Linked DNA regions of Sus scrofa: region 2 is linked to region 1. A link is a contact called in public promoter capture Hi-C data. All regions are on one chromosome and are shown on one strand. The core of a region is the stretch at or near the end of the contact, and the rest is flanking DNA. Distances in the headings are between cores, read along the strand shown.

Region 1 (7,516 bases), core at 2,686-5,185:
CTCATCTTGTGGACTTAATGCCCTCCAGATGCAGGGCCTGCCTTAGTCCCCGCTTCCAAGTCCTGTCCAGTGCAGGGACCTCCTGGCAGGGCCTGAACCGTGAATGTGAGATTCATCTGCTGCTTCGAGTGCTTTCCTAGAACAGAATCAAGACCGTAATCATTAGCTACTTGTCTCTGCCTCCAGTGAACGCTGATCAGCCACCTTCTATGTGGGGATCACAGGGCCGGGTATCAGCAGTCAAGGTAAGAGGTGGTGGCGCCTTTGCGGGGGGTGCGCGGGGGTGGCATGGGGGGAGACAGGCAGGCGCATGCTCAGACCCAGAAGCAGGGCTGGCCGCGTGTGGATGGGCCTGGGGATGGGCGCCCTCAGAGGAGGCTGCCGTGTTCTCTCCATGCGCCAGGGAACAGCTGTAAGGACCCGTGTGGGGCAACGCAGGAGGGGAGGAAAGCAAGCTGCGTGGAGAGGTGGGGCTGACCCCATGTGACCCAAGACCTGGGGGCAGGAGGGGGAGAGGTGGGAGTGGACATGCCATGGACGGCTGTGCTCAGACCTCATCATTCTCACAGGGTTGGAGGTAAATGCCCTGCTCAGAGGGGAAAGACAGCAAGTTAAGGGGAAAGAAAACACACAGAATCCCAGCAGGGAAGAGGATGAGATCTGGGGTTTGTGCCCGCAGATGTGTCACTGGAGGAGATCCGAGGTGTTATTGGAGGCCAGTGTGGTAGGCCGTCGTGGCGGAGTGCCTGGGAAGGGGCAGGACACCAGCACCCAGACTAAGGGGACAAGCCAGGCTGCGGGAAAGCTGGGCCCCCGCCACCCAGCCCCCAGGACACAGTATGCAGGTGCCCCCATCACCCCGGGCCCCGCCCAGGCTTGGCGGATGGCGTGGATTTCCTGCCGGGCAATGGCAGTCTCCTCTGAGACACCCCCCGACCCCCAGGGAAGTTGGGGAAAGGTCTAGAACTGTGGTGCAAAGGTGCATCTTGGCTAAAGAGCCAGAGAGAACAACCACCTGTCTGAGTTTTCTGTGTTTCTCTACTTAAAGGAAATTGAAAATTAACCAGTACGTGTTTATGAGCAGCAGCTCCGTGTTTTTTGTTTCTGAGCGGCTCAGGGCTGCCCCCGAGGCGGTTGTCCATGCCCTTGAGGAGTTGAGCATCACTGCGAGTTGACACATGCATGTGCAAAGTTTGAAGAGCTGCACTATTTCTAGGTGAGGGCTGAGCACAGGCTGAGCGGGTTAGAGGGCAAGAGAGAAAGGGGGAGAAGCCTCTTGGAACTGCCTGCTCGGGAAATCTTTGGGGGAAAGTGGACTCTGCAGGGGTCTTAAACAGATGGAGAGAAAGCAGTCAGAACAAAGCTGTGTTTGGAAGGCGGTGGAGAGACTCAGCTTTCAGAAGCATCCAGTCCGTGGCTGCTTCGACTCGTCTCAGAGGAAATGTTGACAAAAATAACCAATAATCAGTAAGCATAGAAGAGGAGTTCCCATCATGGCGCAGTGGTTAACGGATCCGACTAGGAACCATGAGGTTGCAGGTTCGATCCCTGGCCTCGCTCAGTGGGTTAAGGATCCAGTGTTGCCGTGAGCTGTGGTGTAGGTTACGGATGTGGCTGATCCCTTGTTGCTGTGGCTGTGGCGTTGGCCCGCACCTGTAGCTCTGATTTGACCCCTAGCCTGGGAGTGTCCATATGCCACAGGTGTAGCCCCCCCCCCTCCAAAAAAAAATTCTTTACATCTGGTCACCGTGTCCTTGTATGTTTGAGAGGCCACAAAAAATTCACGTTAAATCACATACAAGCCCGAATGGCTTCCCCACACCTCAAGAGGAACATTTATTTTATCAGAAGGCTGGGCACCTGCAGGGAAGGACCCCCTTTTCTGGCATTGGCAGTACCCTTCAATGTCAACCGAGACCCAGGTTTGACTCTTGGGTCTGCCATTTAGGGGCTGGCGGGGCCTGGCCAAACGCCTCAACATCTGTGCGCCTACATTTCCTCATCTGTAAAAGGGGAGCAGTGGTGCTGCTTATCCCAAAGTGTGTTGGGGGGATGGAGCCGAATGTGACAACAGGTCAAGCATCCAGCACGTAGCAGGGCTCTAGGAAGGCAGGTCCCTTGCTTTCCTGGCCCACTGAGAACGCGCCGCATTTGAGACTGGAGGAGGCAAACATTCCAGAAGTCCTCTAAATGCCCTTGCAGGGGTAAATACACAGATTGATCAGCGGGGAAAAATACATTCTCTCCCAGCCTGTGGGGTGAGTGGACCATGCACGCTCGTCTCCGGATGTTTGACTTCCTGAAGCTTCCTCGAACAATGCCATCCCTGTCTCGGCCCTGCTGGCGAGCAGTCCCATGAGAGCCAGGTCCTTGTCACATGTCCTTTTCCTGGAGTGAGTCACTCGAGAATTGGGCTGTAGTCATAACCTTCACCAGCTCAGGGAGGTGAAAGCGGGTCGGAATGAAGGCAAGCACAGTCCCTTCCGTCGTGTTTTGGCCCAGGCCTCAACTGGGCGACTCAGAAAAGTAGGGTCACACCATGAATGAGATAAACTGAGCGGGCCCCCTTGGAGTCCACAAACAAAAGGCCTTTCAACAGCCTGTGGCCCCAAGTCTTATCTACTGCAAGAAAATCTAGCCAGTCACCATCTGGCGTGAGAATGGGTGACCCTAACGAGACTTCTCAGCCCCAACAGAAATTGGAAAAGCCATTAAAATTCTTTTTCTTTTCAAACTGGAGTAGAGTGGCTTGACAACGTTGTGTGAGTTTCTGGTGTACAGCACTGCGATTCAGTTATACACATGCGTTCTTTTCCATGTGCTTTTCCCACTATGGGTTATTAACTGGATACTGAAAGTTGTTCACTGTGCAGTACGGTAGGTCTTTATTGGTTATTTATTTTACATATAGTAGTTTTTAAGGATAAGCCATTTTTATTTTTTCCCAAGGAAAAAGTATGACAGTGGACAGAGGAGGGGAAAATCTAAATAATGGATAGAAAGATGTATAGAATTAAATTTTTTTTTTTTTTTGCATTTTAGGGCCATACCTGCAGTATATGGAGGTTCCCAGGCTAGGGGTCGAATGGGAGCTACACCTGCTGGCCTGCACCACAGCCACAGCCACAGCCACGCAGGATCTGAGCCACATCTGCAACCTATACCACAGCTCCTGGCAACGCTGGATCCTTAACCCACTGAGTGAGGCCAGGGATTGAACCCTCAACCTCCTGGTTCCTAGTCGGATGAGTTTCCCTTGTGCTACAATGGGAACTCCTAGAATTTAAACTTTGGAAATTGACAGCATGTTTTTCTTCTTTGGTTGCAGAAGCATACAATAATTTTATGATGGCCAGGATAAAAATAAACACACAGCTCTCCATGCAGCCGCTATGACCTTATATTTTCCAAAACTTGATGTAGCCTTGGGAATTGATGGTCTTTATCTGGACAGCTTCTGTGGTAGAGCAGAAAAATAACGGGCAGGGAACTGGGCCAGCCTAAGTGCCACGACACCCTGGTCATGAGACCCTGGGCAAAAGCCTCCTTGCTGCTCTGGGGCTGAGGTTCCTCAACTGAAAGAGGAAAGGTTTATCTAGGTAATTTAGTTTCCTTTTAACCCCGCCCCCCAAGCTTTGATTTTCATGCCTCCTCACATTTTGATCCTTAAAACAAACAAAAAAGGGAGGCCAGCCATCCTTACCAGCCCCACTCCATTCCCTCACACAGACCCTTTTGTGGAAGGGGGACCCACATTTGTCAACTCAGATGGAGCCCAATTCAGATGGGCCATTGCGTGAGCTCTTCGAATTCATGCCCAGTCCCCAGGTGCACCTCTTCCTTGGAGCCGTAGCCCGCTCTGCAGCTCAGTCCTGCCCTTTGAACTTAGATTTGAATCCTGCCCTTTCTGAACTTACACACTAGCTAGAAATCCATTTACAGATCTTCCGCCCTTTGGCCAGTGTCCACTGTTTGCGTCTTTAATGCTTTTCCATTCAGGTGCTCCCTTATCACCTTGTGTCTCTGTTCCAGGGGACACCGTGCCCTATAACTGTAGGGAACAAGTACAGATGAATAGCCAAAAGTCAGGCTGATGTCAACATTTAGCTGCTAGGGCGTTCCCATTGTGCTTCAGCAGGTTAAGAATCCAACATAGAGTCCATGAGGATGCGGGTTTAATCCCTGGCCTCCCTCAGTGGGTTAAGGATATGGCATTCCTGCAAGCTGTGGCGTAGGTCACAAATGCGGCTTGGATCGGGCATGGCTGTGGCTGTTTCGTAGGCTGGTAGCCTGGAGACTTCCATATGCCATGGGTGTGGCCCTAAAAAAGGTTGGGGGGGAGGTCAAAATTTAGCTCTTGGGGAGGATGGAGGGACCAATCCCCACCCCCTAACTCTGTGGAGGACACCTAGAGGTGAAACTGGTTTTAGTAGGGTGATGGCAGGGTCAGTCGTGAGTTGTGATTCTAATCAATAACTGATAACGTTGCACATGCATTGAGCACCGTGTGCCTGGCCATGTGCTAAGCGTTTAACCACGTCATCTCACAACTACCATTTGAGGTAGAAGCTAATATTACCCCCACTTGAGAGAGAGAAACTGGGAGTTAGAGGTGAAGCCATTTGCTTACTGTCCTATAGTTAGCAAGCAGAAGAGCTGTCACTTGAATCCAGGTGTTTCTGATGCCAGGGCCATCAGCTATTAAATAGTTGTTCTTAGTTTAAAAAAAAGTGTTCCCTACAAGCTCCCTCCTTTCAGAATATACCTCTTCTCTCTGACACTGATTCCATCCTTGGTGATTTATCTGAGAAAACCTGATGCTGATGCTTTCTCTCTCCCAGGTGACAATATTTGAAATGTGGTGGGAGCTTTGCAGGGACATGCTGACAAATCCACTGGGGCGGGTAGGATGGGGAGAGCTCTAATGTGTAGCATTTGCCAATTTCCATGGTGTAAATGCTCCCAGCGTGATCAATTTCAAGCTGTTATGGCAGCATGTAAAATTCCTGAATATTTAATCATTGACTTCTGTGCAGCTCTTTCCAGCACACCCCTGGGGCCCAGAGGATTGTATTGTAGCTAAAAGAGTGCTCATGTTAGCTGGGAATTCTCGGCATCCAGGGCCCGACTGAGAGAGGGCAGCCCCTGGGGGTGGGGGCTTCCAGTGCTCTTTGAGGGGGTCCTCGGATGCTTCTCCCTAGAGGTCTGGCCCTGGGTGCTCTGGGAGACCTTGCTGTGCCCTGTGCTCAGCAACCCCTGGGCTCATATATTACCAACTCTCTGAGGCTTTAGTTCACCACCTCAAAATAGCCTCTGTGGCCAGCAGGTGGCAGCACACACTTGTTCAACCCTCAGCGCCCAAACAAAACGAGGAGCCTTTGTTCTGAGCCAGAGGCGGTGTCACCAAGAGAAAGGCCCACAAGGGCAAACTGATCGCCTGTCCTTAGCTGACCTTGGCCTACGGAGTCAGTGGACAGCCTCCTGCAGCTTGATATAGTGAGAGCAACCTTAGCAAACGACAGAGAGAGCCCAGTCTCAGCACCACTGCCTGTCCATCCTGATGGCTTAGGCTTGGCCTGGGGTGGCATCATGGAAACAGACACCTGCCGGGGAGTTCCTATCCTGGCTCAGTGGAAATGAAGCTGACTAGTATCCTTGAGGACACAGGTTCGATCCTGTCCTCACTCAGTGGGTTAAGGATCTGGTGTTGCCGTGAGCTGTGGTGTAGGCCAGCAGCTACAGCTCTGATTTGACCCCTAACCTAGGAACCTCCATATGCTGTGGGTGGGGCCCTAAAAAGAGACAAATAAAAGAAAGAAACAGGCACTGGGGTCTTTTCAGAAAGGGGGCTGAGTGCTGAGAAGGTGTTTCTGGTTCTAAGAGGGACCTACTCCTAGGTGCCACTGGCCACGAGCCACGCTGTGCTGTGACTTAGCCACTTGACTTTACTGGATGGTCAGCTCCTACTAGGGTGACCAGCTGTCCCAGTTTGCCTGGGCCTGTCCTGGGTTTAGTACTGAAAGTCTTGTGTCCTGGGAAACCCCCAGTCCCCCAAATAGGACTGTGGGCCGCTTTAGCTCCCAGGCCCAGTCCTTGCAGGATGCCTACCTAGCACACAGTGGGTGCTTCCTATTGTGGTTGCTGCTGCACAATGGTCCCGAAGGAGCAGGGCAGTCAAGTGGGATCCCGAGGACTGACCAAATCCAACAGACAGAATTTGATTTAATTTCATTTTTAAAACCTGCCCCTGGAGTTCCCATTGTGGCACGGTGGAAACGAATCTGACTAGGAACCATGAGGTTGCAGGTTCGGTCCCTGGCCTTGCTCAGCGGGTTAAGGATCCCACGTTGCTGTGGCTGTGGTGTAGGCCAGCAGCTGTAGCTCTGATTGGACCCCTGGCCTGGGAGCCTCCATATGCCGCAGATGTGGTCCTAAAAAGCAAAACCAAAACAAAACAAAAAACCCCCCTGCTCCTTTTGCTTTTTATCAGAGGAAAAGGCTGGCATGCTTTAGGGGGAAGCTCCAGAAAGTCCCTTTTTTCCCCCTCTTTCTCTCCGTTTTTGACCCTCCATCCCAGTTTCCCCTCCCCCACCCCCAATGCAGCACATATTGCACCTGGTCCAGGGCCCTCCCAGAGTCCACAACAGGGAACTCAGTGTTCCAGGGGAGGGTGGTGCCGCTTCTGCGGAAGGTGGAAGGGCTGGTGAGGCTGGCAGGCCAGGGGAGGGGTGAGGCAGGCAGAGGCTTTTCCACCCTAGACCTGGGGGTGACAGCTGCCCCAGGGAGCCCGGGGTTCCCTGGAAGCCCCGTCCTGCCCCCTCAACTCCAGGCAGGACCATGGGCATTCTTCATGGCGATGTGGCTTATCTGCTTCATCACTGTCGAATCCTTTAGATGGTTCACTTCTACTCCAAATGCCTAGCTCAGCAGGTCGGGCTCAGCAAACACTAACCTGCCCAGAAAGCTTTGCTTAAAGCAGTGTAAGAACCTTGCAGATTCTTCTTCCCTGCTCTGGACTTTGGGATAAAGGGCAAACCTCTCACCGTGGGCTCCAAGCTCTGCACAGATGAGTCTTTGTTGACTCTCCAACCTTACCTTGTGCCGCTTTCCCCAGCCCTCAGGGTCCCGGTCACCTTGGCCGTCCGCCAGTCCCTAGAAATGCCACGTTCTGTCCTGTCTCAGTCTTCACTCAGGCTGCCCCCTCTGCCTGGATCAGAACAGCAGGTGGGAGCTGGCTCAGATGGGGTGGTCCTAGGACCTACTGTGGGAGGGTGAAATTGCAGCTTTTACGGGGGAGGATGCAGAAGGGTCACCTTCTCAGGAGGGATGGACGTAAGGACACTTTTGGTGTGGCAGGTAGCAGCTCTTCTCCTGTCACCTGGCTAGGAAGGAGCTATCGGTGCTGAGAAATACAGACTTCCGGGGTTTTGGTTTCCAATTTTCTGAATAACCCACTGCTCCTCGTCAAAATCAATCATTCTCGGCAGGCACACATTTATATTCCACTGGTGACAAA
Region 2 (7,516 bases), core at 1,732-4,231, 350 kb after region 1:
ATCAGTCTAAAGGTACAATCTCAGATGCAGGCACTTCGTGTTGATCTAGCACCTTCCCCTGGAAAGGACAGCAGCACAGCCCTGCAGGCTCACAGCCCTGCTCTGAGGAAGGCATATTATTAGTCCCATTTTACAAATGGAAAACTAATGAGCCCATGGTCAGTGGGCTGGAGAACCACTCTGGGTAGCAGGCTAATGCCTGGCCTTCTGGGGATTCTTGTCCACATCCTCCCCTCCAGACAAGGGAAAATAAACACAGAACTGACATCAGTTCAGAACCAATGGCTTGGGGAAGCTCGCTGACAGCCATCCCCAAGAGAGGTAGCTAGTGGGGGCAGAAATGCTTGCTTGGCTCCAGGGAGGCCTGGACCAGTCGTCTTGGGGCACAGTTTCCCCCCTGAAGTGCTGCTGGGTTGATGTAGTTTCCTCTGCCATGCATTGCTTCTTTCCTGGGCGGGATCCTGGCCTCTGACTGAGGAGTGATCCATGGAGAGTAAGGTCAAGCGTGAATGCAATGTCAATGAATGTTCCAGGCAGGGAAGCCTCAGGACAGGGTGATCTCAGGATTCTTCAGGAAGAAGGCCAGCTTCTGGGCCATGGCATCCAGCTCGCCTGAATTGGCGTACCGCAGGAGGTTGCTCTTGCGCACAAAGTAATGCTTCAGAAAGTGCTGGCTCACGCACTTGTGCAGCTTCCTCACCAGGCGCAGGAAGGCTTTGCTGAAGATGCGCCAGTCCTTTGGGTGGGGGTACTTCTCGCAAGTCCAGAAGAGCACCATCTGTGGAAGGAAGGGGTGGTGTCAGACATGGTTCCAGCTCTAAGGAGGAGAGCACCTTCAGGAACATTCCTGAGCTCCCGCAGCCTTGGAAAGAGGAGACAGGAGCCCCCGGGGTGAGCTGGTTCTGCTGCAGATTCATGATCCCTCAGGTGGGAACCTCAGCCCCATCCTGCTGGTCTCCTATGCCTCTTTGGTACTTTATTCTCTCCACTGGCATTTCCAATGATCACCACTCTCCTTAAATCTGCGATTCCCCAAACCCGGCAGATGCCTTTGCCTCCTTTCCAGGGAAAATGCCTCACACAGGCAAAGTAGCCGTTCTGCCTTCGTCAGCATCTTCCTCTCTGCATCCCAGCCTGGGTGAAGCCCTCTGCAAGGGCTGGGATCACCTCTTCCAGGAACTGTATTTTGATTTCCCTCTTCCTCGCTGGCTTCTAAATCTGTGAAAGCTCTCCTGCTCCCCAATCCCACATCTCCCTCCTGCCCCAATTTGGACCTCTGCAGATCCAGGTTTCTGCAAAGAATCATCTTAATAACTCGCCACTTCCTTTCCTCTGATTTCCTGCCTTCATCCACTCCAGTATGGATTCTTCTGCTCTCCATCCTCAAAGGCTGCTCTCCTTAAGGTCCGATGATCCCCATGCTGCCAAATCATCAGGCACTTTCCAGCCCTCACCTGACGTGACCTTTCAGCAGAATCTGGTTTTCTCATCCGCATACCCTCTCTCTTGAGCCACTCTCCCCTTAGCTTCCAAGCCATCACACTCTCTGGAGTTTCTCCATCAGTGCAGCTGCTCCTTGACGTGTTCACCCTCCTTCACCTGCCCTAAGGCTGGAGTTTTGGGGGCTTAGTCACAGGCTTTCATTTCTTTTCTTTTTTCATTTTTTATTTAAGTATAGTTGATTCACAATTTTCTTTCAATTTCAGCTGTACAGCAAAAGGAGTCATATATATACTTTTTTTTCATACTAGCTTCCATTATGTTCCAACCCAAGAGACTGGACATAGTTCCGTGTGCTATATAGCAGGACCTCATTGCTTATCCACTCTGAATGCAACAGTTTGCATTTACCAACCCCAAACTCCGTCCATCCCACTCCCTCCTGCTCCCCCTTGCAGCCCCTCTCTTCCTCTGACTTATCTTTCTTCCACTACAGTCACTTTAATCCCCACTAAATACAGATGCCTTGTCATTTTTTCCCCTCTAGTTCACACTTCTCCTCTGACCTCTTGACCTGAAAATTGCTTCGGTTCACATGAACTCATGAGCCTCCACCACATCCCTGCTGTGCTTCCGGGGTTGCTCATTGCCTGTTATGCAAGACACAAACCTAGGAGCCACCCTCTCCCTCACCGCCTCTTATCAAGTCCTGCCAATCCTCCAGCCTACGAACTTCTCCAACTCCCCCACTTATCATGACCGCCCTTATCATCCTCTCCAGCCCTCTCTGCCATCGCTGTCCCCTCAAACTGCACCCCTTCCTATCTGGTCCTATCTGTCACCACCACACCACTGCCCACGTGATCTTTTTTTTTGGGGGGGGGGGTTAGGGCCACACCCACAACGTAGGGAAGTTCCCAGGCTAGGGGTCTAATCAGAGCTACAGCTGCTGGCCTATGCCACAGACACAGCAACACCAGATCCTTAATCTACTGAGCGGGGGCCAGGGGTCGAACCCACAACCTCATGGGTCCTGGTCAGATTTGCATCCACTGGAACGCCCCCAGGTGATATTTTTGAAATGTACATCTGGCTCTGTTGCTGCTTGTCTAAAAGACTTCAGTCTTTCCATTGTTTGCTAATTAAAAAGACCACACTTAGCTTGGTTTGGTTTACAAAGTTTGCTCCCTCCCTTCCTTTCCAGCCTCAGTTCGCCCTCAGCTCTCTGAGCATCTCTCCTTCTGGCCACTCCAGCGCCTCGTTTCATGCTCTCTTCCGTCTCGGGGTCTTTCACATCCCAGTTGTGCCATCGGGGGCCTACTTCCTTCCCCAAGGAAGTTTCCTTGTCCAGAAAACTCCACTGGATCCAAGTTCCCCGTGACACCCATGAAGCAATTTCTTCATCATGAACTTCTCACGAGCTGCAGTGATGACAGTAGCGGGCGATTTCCTATGTTTTCACATGATCCCCTCCTAGATGGGAACTCCGTGTGAGCAGAGGACGGTACCTGTATGCAAGCACTGCGATGTCACCTGCATCCAGCAGAGACTGCGATGTCACCTGCATCCAGCAGAGGCACTGGCCCATGGGAGGCAGTCAATAAACATGTACCGACAGAGTGAAATCACTAATGTTTGGGTTTAGGTGTTGAGTATTTTAAAATAGAGTCTTTTACTAAAAAGTAAAAAGAGCAGTTTTAGGTTCACAGCAAGAGGCAGGATTTAGACTCTATTGCTTTGAGTAAATGAGCTGGAGATAATTTGAGGCTAGTCGAGATAACCTAGGTACAGAAACAGGTTTTAATTCCTCTTGTAGTTAAGCTTTTATCTCCCTAAGCAAACAGAAGCAGTTAAGCCTATTATAAGCAAGCCTCTGTGGCTTTGAGCAGCAAGGGGGTTAGGAACAAATAAGCCAAGGAAAGATAAGCTCCAGCTTCACAGGCAATCGCTTTGGGGAGGAGCCTCTGGGGGAGGAGGTGAAGACTTCAAGTGAGGTGACCGTGACCGGCACAGCCTTCTGGGTGCTGTTTTGCAACCCAGACGCTTCCACTTTCCCCAGATTGAAGCCTTGGCAAGGATCCCGCACAGACAAGCCACCATTCAGGATGGTGTCTGGCAGGACAGTGCCATCAAGCCACGTCATCCCAGTGCCTCCATGTGGGAGAATTCCGCCCTTGGACCAAGGGTGGAAGACGAGAGGAAAAGGCAATCAGTACGGTTTCATTTTCGCCACAAACAACCCCCTTTTAACTGTCCATTCTTGAGAATGCACAATTTTATCGTGCCATGTAGGTGGGGTAGGGAAGGACTCCAACAGAGGGCCTTTAAGGAGCTGCCCTGAAATGATGATTTAGAAACCACTGGAATACAAGTAACTCCCAGGTGGAATACCGTTCTGAGAACAGTGAAGGGCTGGGGGGCCCATGGTGGTCCTACTCCATCTTGCCTAAAACACCCATGGCTCCTTACCACCCATCCTGGTGTTGGAGCGCTGAAATCAGTGGTTAGTTAAGGGTGTGGATGTGGCTATAAGACAGACTGGACATTCCTTCCAGCTCTGTCTCTTCCCAGGGTGGCGCATGGAAAGGCAAGTAAGAAAGAAGCGAAACCCCCTAATGATTTAGACTGTCTTCAGAGAGTACGTGTCCTGGATCCAGGAGAATAGATGTGCATTTTTAAAGGGGACAAGCCTGAGGACACATCGGGAATGTTGAAACTGAAGAGAAAGGCCCGAGTTTGTGCAAATGAGATGTTCACAGATGCTCGGGCAAATCAGGGTGAACCAGTCATCAGAACAGATAAGAAAGCAAAGCAAAGACTAGCAATGTGGGGGAGGGAGAAATTAAATAAAATGTGAAGTCATTCATTCATATGGTTAGCATATGTTTACTGAACAACTACTATGTACCAAGCATTGGGAGAGATATGAAGGGTTCGGTAGTAGTTGGCCTTAAATAGCTTGGGTTAGAGCTGGAAGAGTAACACAGGGCTGGATAATAGTTGTCCACTGTCTGAGACATGGCACAGGGTGGCGCATGTAAGGAAGGCACCACACACCCCAAGGACCTGTGCTCACCTGTGTAGGTCAGGCGGAGGGCTGAAGCCCCAGGATGGATACTAGCTAAGCTAGGACTGAGCTGTAAGAGTCTGATACCTTCCAACCCGAGCATGCTGCACGCAGTTTTACCATGATCATCCAGTTCACCATACGCGGCCAGAAATTTGAGAAGGAGGAGCTGAGTGTGTGATCAAAGAGGGAACTCCCGACCCCCCAGTCCAGGTCCTGTTCTGCTGCCCTGCGCCCTCCTAGAGCAATGTTCCTTTTCTCCCCAAGCATTCCCCACGTGGCACAATTCCAGGTATGCCCGCAGGAGTGTTTGCTAGACTGTATTCCCCACAAGAGCAGGAATCACATCGATTTGCTCACCCGGTACCTCCAGGTGTAGAGTACACAGCAGGTGTGGGAGCAAGTGACTGACGCACAGGGATCTCAGCCTTTGCCGAGCAAGTGAGTGAATGAATGCATTCGTGGCTGTATGATGCAAAATCCTCCCCTGGGAAGATCCTGTGTGGCTCAGTGTGTTACGAGCCTGACTAGTATCCATGAGGATGCAGGTTCGATCCTGGCTTCGCTCAGTGGGTAAAGGATTTGGCACTGCCTTGAGCTGTGGTGTAGGTCGCAGACACGTTTCAGATCCCGCGTTGCTGTGGCTGTGGCATAGGCTGGTGGCTACAGCTCTGATTCGACCCCTAGCCTGGGAACCTCCATATGCTGTGGGTGCAGCCCTAAAAAAAAGGAAAAGAAAAAAGAAAAAAAAAAAAAAACCCATGCTTGATGATTTGCAGCCCAGAAGTTCAGGTGTGCTGCCAGGTTCATGGGGTAACCCCAACATGTCCTGGTTTCCCCCTTCCCACAGAGGTGTGTGTGTGTGTGTGTGTGTGTGTGTGTGTGTGTGTGTGTGTGTGTGTGTACACGCCTGCGCATGAGTGGCTGCGCTTGGACTAGAGTAGGGGCTGAGTCCTGAGTCCTGTTAACATGAGGGAAAACATGAATCCATCTGGGTTTGAGCACAAGATTTCACCAGACTGTGGATTTCTTGGGGCGGAGACCACAAGCGGTAATTCCTTTCTGAACCTCAGCGGGTTTCAGGCACACAGTGGGCACTTGTGTTGGTTTGCTGAGTGACATAAAAGGAGGGCAGAGAGAGAGAGAGAGAGAGAGAAGGCAGAAAGAGAAAAAGAAGCAGGACTGGAAGAGGACGGGAGGCGGCGGAGGACAGGACCGCACGGCGGGGCTGCACAGCTCCCATAACGCCTAGTACTTGGGGGGATGGCACGTGTGGACACCAGCACCCCTCCTACTCATCCCACACACGCAGGCACATTCCAAGTGGCTCTAGGGCGTGGCCCTACAGAGGCAGCAGAGGGACCCACCAGCTGCAGCCACCCTGGGCCTCAATGCCAGGTCGTGCACTCACCTGCAGGTGGTGGGAGGTGATCACAGGCCTCTTCCCCGGGCACCAGACATCCTCCTTCATCTGCCTCAGGGCTTGAAAGCACTTCCTGCGGCAGCCCCCGTCCTCATCCAGCTGCTCCAGCAGCACCTGCTCGGCCCGCAAGAAGCTCAGCTGCCAGTGATAGTTTGAACAGGCCAACAGGCTAAACCCAAAGGACTGGGGGGAAGAGAAAAACAGCGGGAAATGAGAAGGATGCTGCTGGTCAAGGAACGCCACCTCCCAAGCAGTCTACGGGGGTGGGGAAGGGGGGACTACAGGGGGACCTGCCACTGGGCAGACGGCATATCCCACGTGGGGGCATGGAGGGAGCCTCAGAGCCATTCCTCCACACGTGGGCAACTAACTGGGGAGGCCGTGTCCACTTTCTCTCTGGCAGTGGTTCTCCAGCTCGAGCCTGGGCCCAGAATCACCTGGAGGGCTTGTGAGAACATGGCCTGCTGGGCCCTGCCCACTGAGTCTCATGTGATAGGTCCAGAGTGGGGCCCGGGAATCTGCATGTATCACAGGATCTCAGGTGCCCCTGCAGGTGCTGGGGGAATCTATGAAATCTCGATTTTCCTTCTGAAACTGGTTGGGGGTCAGTGGTGCTGTGGTTGGTTAAGCCAAGAGCATCTCTGGGGAGCTGAGGCCCCGCACGCAGATACCTTGATGCACTGTACTCTCTCTGCTGAAGGCCAGCGCCTCAGACAAGGAGGCCACCGTGCTTTCTTGGACCAGGAGGTGGGGATCTCCACGGAGGGAATCAGCTCTAGCTCCACCGGACCCGCGAAGGTTTCCACGGCAACCCAAACGCCAGGGCGGTCCATCAGCATGCTGACCTCATTACCTGGAGGTAAATGACAGACAGACAATGAGCAGACAAAACTTGGATCAAGATCAGCGTTCAAAGTAGGCGTCTGTGAGCCGTGGCTCCGACCCAGCCTCTTGTAACTGGTGGGGCAACTTTCAGAGTTTCAGTGGCATGCCAAGCTGGTGTGTTTATGCCAACACTAGACAATTAACCAAATAAATATTGATGAAAGTATTGCTCGGAAATCTCATTGCTGGTAGGGTTTTCTTTTTTCTCTCTTCCTCCTCCCCTAGGGTTTTGTGGTACCTTTTCTAAAGAAGTAATAGAAAGCTCAACTGGAAGAGACACAGAATATAAGAGAAAGGTATAGTTTTTGCTGCTGTCAAAAGAAATCCAAGCATTTTCCTATAATCCCTCCTTCCCACCAGATGTGCAACCCTATTCAGGACAGCCCCGGGCCCTTACTTATTCCTCTGCCTGGGGTGGCGTGCAGCTTAGCTGTCTCTTAGCTGAATCTTAGAGATGGCATTTGTTTCCACCACCCATTTACCAGCCCAGCCTCAGCCACTTTTGTCATCATTAACCTGGTAGTCATAAAATACTTCCACGTATGTCATAGCCACTGGCTTAAGGGATCCAGTGGGCAGAAAGAAGCCCTCCTGACTTTTCCAACTGGGCAAAGAGAGGGAGAGAACATGAACGGATGTGGGGACATTTTCCAACTCATATACTAGAGTTCATTTCTACTTTGTACCTTCTTTCAAAAGCT

Evidence for each region. Promoter capture Hi-C pulls out the DNA fragments that hold promoters and counts their contacts.
Region 2: a contact with region 1 is called in a promoter capture Hi-C map of liver, with 10 times the contacts expected there. A contact is called at or near these places in 4 of 5 promoter capture datasets (fetal liver, fetal skeletal muscle, liver and 1 more), 32 of 47 Hi-C or Micro-C datasets (adipose tissue, alveolar macrophages, blood and 15 more) and 2 of 2 datasets of targeted methods (alveolar macrophages and skeletal muscle).

The regions. Positions count from the first base shown.
Region 1 is chr4:104,251,241-104,258,756 of Sscrofa11.1, forward strand. LOC110260339 (a long non-coding RNA gene) reads right to left here. Exons shown (of 2, transcript XR_002343473.1): 1 at 7,096-7,516; 2 at 1-136. Among named protein-coding and RNA genes, the nearest start is that of CD58, 84 kb to the left of the region's middle.
Region 2 is chr4:104,600,275-104,607,790 of Sscrofa11.1, forward strand. It overlaps MAB21L3 (protein mab-21-like 3), which reads right to left. Exons shown (of 9, transcript XR_002343480.1): 5 at 6,602-6,783; 6 at 5,919-6,113. The region is part of intron 1 of LOC102165891 (a long non-coding RNA gene); the gene reads left to right. Among named protein-coding and RNA genes, the nearest start is that of MAB21L3, 23 kb to the right of the region's middle.